Linked DNA regions of Pan troglodytes: region 1 is linked to region 2. The links are chromatin contacts, called in public Hi-C maps. All regions are on one chromosome and are shown on one strand. The core of a region is the stretch at or near the end of the contact, and the rest is flanking DNA. Distances in the headings are between cores, read along the strand shown. Region 1 holds the start of FCF1 (FCF1 rRNA-processing protein). Region 2 holds the start of ISCA2 (iron-sulfur cluster assembly 2).

What was found. A called contact is a pair of places that touch in the nucleus more often than the background predicts.
Region 1: a contact with region 2 is called in a Hi-C map of stem cell-derived neural progenitor cells, with 2.3 times the contacts expected there. The contact joins the promoter of FCF1 here to the promoter of ISCA2 in region 2. A contact is called at or near these places in 1 of 7 Hi-C or Micro-C datasets (stem cell-derived neural progenitor cells) and 1 of 1 datasets of contacts at active chromatin or transcription factors (stem cell-derived excitatory neurons).

The regions. Positions count from the first base shown.
Region 1 is chr15:72,662,201-72,664,900 of NHGRI_mPanTro3-v2.0_pri, forward strand. FCF1 (FCF1 rRNA-processing protein) reads left to right here and starts at 1,361. Exons shown (of 9, transcript XR_010150970.1): 1 at 1,361-1,487; 2 at 1,772-1,839. It overlaps AREL1 (apoptosis resistant E3 ubiquitin protein ligase 1), which reads right to left and starts at 1,430. Exons shown (of 20, transcript XM_001157027.6): 1 at 1,220-1,430.
Region 2 is chr15:72,443,789-72,446,488 of NHGRI_mPanTro3-v2.0_pri, forward strand. ISCA2 (iron-sulfur cluster assembly 2) reads left to right here and starts at 1,332. Exons shown (of 4, transcript XM_009428131.4): 1 at 1,332-1,443; 2 at 1,648-1,750; 3 at 1,873-2,002; 4 at 2,424-2,700. The coding sequence starts at 1,373. The coding sequence ends at 2,482. It overlaps NPC2 (NPC intracellular cholesterol transporter 2), which reads right to left and starts at 892. Exons shown (of 5, transcript NM_001009075.1): 1 at 793-892. The coding sequence starts at 874.

The DNA.
Region 1 (2,700 bases), core at 111-2,610, 220 kb after region 2:
GTTAACTATGAATAAACATAAGTCCTGATAACATCCCAGTAAAAGAGTGCTATTATGATTATCTCCATTTTACAGATAAACTGAGATGCAGATAGATTAACTCGCCCAATGTCATGGCGAGTTATAAGGCAGAGCAAGGATTTTAACCCCATCAGTCAGACTCCAAAGTTCGTGTTAAACAATAAACGTGTTTTCATCATAAGGGTTATACAATGGTCACCTTCTTTTTTAAACCTGATAACATTTTTTACTTCCAATTCTAGGATAGCATCATGCAATAAGAAAAGTATGACAGAGGTACCCATTCCGTTCCCAGCTTGATCAGTAGCTGGAGAATGGAAGACAATGTGCAAAAAAAAAAAAAGAAAGAAAGAAAGAAAAAGAAAAAAAGAAATACAAGTACAGACTTTGGAATCACGAGACTCAAACAGACCCCTGAACAAAGTCTGGGGCTCAGTTTCCCCATATGTAAAATAAGAGTATTTATGTTATTGAGAAGGTCAAAGAAGGTAACATGAATAAAGTGACAAGTACAGTATATAGGATGGGGGTTTTCATCTAAAGTTTACAGACACCCAGAGGGTCCACGGATGGGCTTCAGAGTCCACCAATCTCATAAAGTGTATTACAAACTGTATGTGTGCCCACTTTTTAAAGAATTGTTCCTGGCTTTCCACAAACTTTCAAGAAATAAGTTATCTCCAAAAAGTTAAGAACCACTGGAATACATAGCAGGTACTCAAAGAAAAAAGCTACCTTTCGCTCCTTGTTCTCACAAATTCTCCCTTTTTACTTAAAGATGACACACCAAGGCTTCACAATAAATGTGCATTGTATCTCACCATTTTCTTGGCTTGGGTAAGTAGTAACATATGCAAGCTTATGCCCCAATTCTCTAGCGATAGTCTAGGCCCTCAAACACTGCTTCATTTCTCTCTTCACCGAGAGGAGTACACGGTATATACTCGAGAACAATCATCCACCTAGCTGCACAAAGCACCGTATCGGCTAGGAAAACCAAATAGGAACCACAGCCTCAGGGCTGGACCATAGACACCGGATACCCCAACGCTACAGGGTGAGGAGAATGTGTTCCCCCAAACTACTGAGCAAACCAGGAGTCTGAACCCCCCTACCCTTGTCCTCCCTCTCTCTCTCTCTGGAACTCTGGTAAAGGCAGGTCTTCTGGGCTCTGCCTAAGGCTGGAGAGAAACGTTACCCGAGCCGGGGGTTGCAGCGCGACGAAGTTCCACCTCCGCTGTCCTGGGAAGGGGCGGCAGCACTCAGCAGAAGACGGGCTCCCCACTCTCCCACCAAGAGACCCCAGAGTTGGTCTCCACCCGGCCTGGGAACCGGCTCGGGGGATTGCCGTTTCCCCAAGGAGTTTCCGCTTCCGGGCTATCCTTTGCCGGAAGCAGTATGTGAATGACGTAGAAGTATTGCGCCGTTGGTGATTACGGAAGAACCAGGAGTTTGGCGTGACCATGGTGAGAGAAGAGGGTCCAAGAAGGGACGTTATCAGGCCACTTTTTGGGTGGAGAAGGAAGTAGTCAGACCGTGGCCAAATTTCCTTCACATTATCCTAGCATATTTTCATTCTGGTCTTAGCTCTTAAACTTCTCCAAGCGGTGACTGTTATGCTTTACAGAGTGGGGAAGAGGGTCTGGGTTATTTGAGGCAAGAAGGGAAGGCAATGGACAAGAGAAAAGAAGAGACTTTAAAAGATGCCGTGTGTTTCCAACTTTTTTAATTCTAAAATTTCTGTTTCAAGGGGAAGCAAAAGAAAACAAGGAAGTATGCGACCATGAAGCGAATGCTTAGTCTCAGAGATCAGAGGCTGTGAGTGTCTGGAATCAACTGCCCAGGGATATTCTAATAAGAGTCTAGAGAGGATAAGTAGTAAAAATGTTTGTTGTTATTATTTTGTTTTTTGCTTATTATTGTGTCTTAGATTTATATAGCATGAGATAGCCAGTGTTTAACAGTAATTTAGCTGCTGAGCGATCACACTGGGAAAGGCGATGGGAATTAAACATTTCTTAAGTGTTCACTTTTTCTACCGTTATATGCTTTGTCTGCCATATCGCATTTAAACCTCATGTCAGTTCGGTGAAGTCCGTATAGTTCTCTTTATGTTTTTACCATTACACTACTACATTCCCCTGGGGTGGGGCGAGGGGAGTGTTTCTTGTTGAAAGATGGCAAGGTTAGAGACCTTGTTTGTCTGGCGTTTCCAGTGCCTGGTACTCAAATATTTTTGTCAGAGAAAATGGGAAAACTCCAAGATATCTCCATTTTATAAGTCTTACTAATATAAGAATCCAAATCACTGTGGAAGAAGAAAGTGAAGTGAAATTCCCTAGTATGAAGAGGATCAAAGCGGTGTCCCTGCTTAAGTGTAGAATAAGCATAGCTATTAAATAAAGACTGATCTTCACTGAGTTTAAGAGTCTCAGAAAGCCGGGCGCAGTGGCTCACGCCTGTAATCCCAGCACTTTGGGAGGCTGAGGCGGGTGGATCACCTGAGGTGAGGAGTTCAAAACCAGCCTGGCCAACACGGTGAAACCCTGTCTCCACTAAAAATACAAAAAAGACTCTCAGAATAAGAGAATAGTCGTTAAAACCTTCAGAATTATTATTCTCAGCCTTTAGTGTGATGTATTGTGTAATTTTTAGGAATGACACTCCATTAATAATAAT
Region 2 (2,700 bases), core at 82-2,581:
AATTCAACGATTGATTATACGATCTCCGTGCTTCCTTTCCACTCATAGATCTTACAAAGTCAGTTTCATGCCTCTTTCATTGACAGTTCTATCTCTCTACCTCCACCTCTGAACAAAATTGCTCGAGTTTCTGTTCCGACAATTCTATAGACTCGACTCAATGAAGGCACTCAGAATTTCTACCACCTGTTGTATTTTCCAACAAAGATTCCAACCACAGCGGCGAGAGGGAGTTATGTATCACAAGCTGTGATTAGAGACACAATGAGATTTATACAAGGAAAAACTGATTAAGAATCACAAGATTCCAAAGCCCAAAGGAAGTCCTATTTGTAACAATAAATGATGAAAAAGGGGAATTGACTTTTGACTTGTCAGCAAAAACGAAATTAAAAGAAAAGCAAAAGGAGTTGGAAGGGGGAGGCGGGATTCCAAGATACAAAGCATAAATAAAAAGAAGTTCTGTGCTCCACCCCTCCACCAGCGCTGGATACAGCCCTTCTGTTGTCCGCCCTACAAACTTTAGGAAACTTCAGCAAAAGGCCCACCTCCTGGAGTTCCCAGGAACCCCAAAACACGCGTTCTAAGGAAAGAAACAAAGTTGTGTGCGGTCGGGTTTCATGGAGGCCGGCGCCTTCTCCCCCGACCCAGCCCATTCCAGTTAGGTAGGGTCCAAGGCTCAGCCTGGCCGCCCGAGGGATCCGCCCAGCCCAGCCCCAGGGGTCTCAGCGCGGGGGTCCGGCGGGGCCTTCCACAGAGGGCGCGGGAACCTTGGGCGGGCCTGGGGCTCACCGCAGTCCTTGAACTGCACCGGTTCGGCCTGGGCAGCGGTGCTGAGCGCCAGGAGCAGGAATGTAGCTGCCAGGAAACGCATCGCGGCTAACGAAGTTCCAAGCTCGGGAAAGAAGCAGCGGCTGCCCGCGGTCACAAGACAAACCTGTGGGGGCGGGCCCGGGGAGGAGCCCAGTCAGGCGACCTGTCACCAGTAACCACAGCTGAGGCCCGCCCGCGCCCCGCCCCCGGCTCCGGAAAGCCAGCTCCAGCCCTCTCAGGCCCAGAGGCCTGCAGTCTCCGCCCATGCCATTCCCTCAGAGGCCTGACCCGCCCGGACCCACCTCCGCCCCGCCCCGCCTCACTCCTCCCCGCCCCGTTCCTTCCCTTTAGAGCACCTCTCCGGCTTCCTGGGTGCGTCCCCGCCGCTGCCGTCTGGAGCATTTCTAGCCAATCAGACACCTTCTCCTCCCGCACTACCCAATAGGCATGTTGGGGGCGGGGCCTCCGTGAAGTCCCGGCCTCCTGTTCGTTCTCTCCGCCTCCCGAGGCCCCGGGTGAGAAACGGGGGAGACGCGAGGGGCGGAGCTTGTGGAGGAAGATGGCTGCCGCCTGGGGGTCGTCCCTAACGGCCGCGACGCAGAGAGCGGTCACTCCCTGGCCGAGGGGCAGGTACCAAGACTAGAAAGGCACCTGGAAAGGGTGTTTGGTTCTGCGCCTCTAGGACAAATGGGAAACTAAGGCCTGTGGGGGATGCGAGGGTTTGGTGGGAGGCCGTCCAGGTGGGGGTCGCCAGGTTTAGCGTGAGGCGCTCCAGGTCGAGGGTTGCAAGGTGCCCCTTCTGCTCCCGGGCTTACCCTCCTCCCTTGCGCGCAGGCTCCTCGCGGCCTCCCTGGGACCCCAGGCGCGTCGGGAGGCGTCGTCCTCCAGCCCCGAGGCCGGCGAAGGGCAGATCCGCCTCACAGACAGTTGCGTCCAGGTAGGAGGCCGGACGCGGAGCGGCGGTACCCAGGCGATTGGCGGGAGCAGCGGGAACTGCTCTTCACTCAGCCCTTTAACTCCCGTTTCCCGCTATTCTTGATCCCCCTTCCTGCATTTCAGAGGCTTTTGGAAATCACCGAAGGGTCAGAATTCCTCAGGCTGCAAGTGGAGGGAGGTGGATGCTCCGGATTCCAATACAAATTTTCACTGGATACAGTTATCAACCCCGACGACAGGCAAGGAGGAAGGGGTGGGTCCCCAAAGGAGGTACAGGAGGGACAAAAGTGTCTCCAGTTTAAGGTGCACTTTTATTCCAAATTTAAAGGGTTTACCTGGGATGGTTAACACCGCCCGCCTCACAGTGAGGATGCAGTAAAGGTTTGTTGTTCTGAATCAAAATAACTAAGTTATAGGAGCAAAATTGATCTGCCCAGGTCCATTGGGTAGTCGGTAGAAAGTCAGGCCGGACTAGATTCCAGGCTTAAGTCCCTACACGTTTCCCAGTATTTATTCCATTGAATCATTTTGCCTCAAAGAAAATCAGCACCTGTTAAAGGTAATGGGGAAGCTCCCTCTGTACTTTAGAAAACAGAGGATGTGCACCTCTGGGCTCAGGGGGTGTCTTTTTTGTGTTTGCGATACTCCTTAATGCCTTCCTCCTGTCTTTTCAGGGTATTTGAACAGGGTGGGGCAAGAGTGGTGGTTGACTCTGATAGCTTGGCCTTCGTGAAAGGGGCCCAGGTGGACTTCAGCCAAGAACTGATCCGAAGCTCATTTCAAGTGTTGAACAATCCTCAAGCACAGCAAGGCTGCTCCTGTGGGTCATCTTTCTCTATCAAACTTTGATGTGATGACTGGTGACTCTGGGATTGTCACCAGTTGTACCAATTTGAAGAACCTGGAATTAGTAGAATTCTAGAAGTTTCCTTCTAATCATGTCCCTCTCAA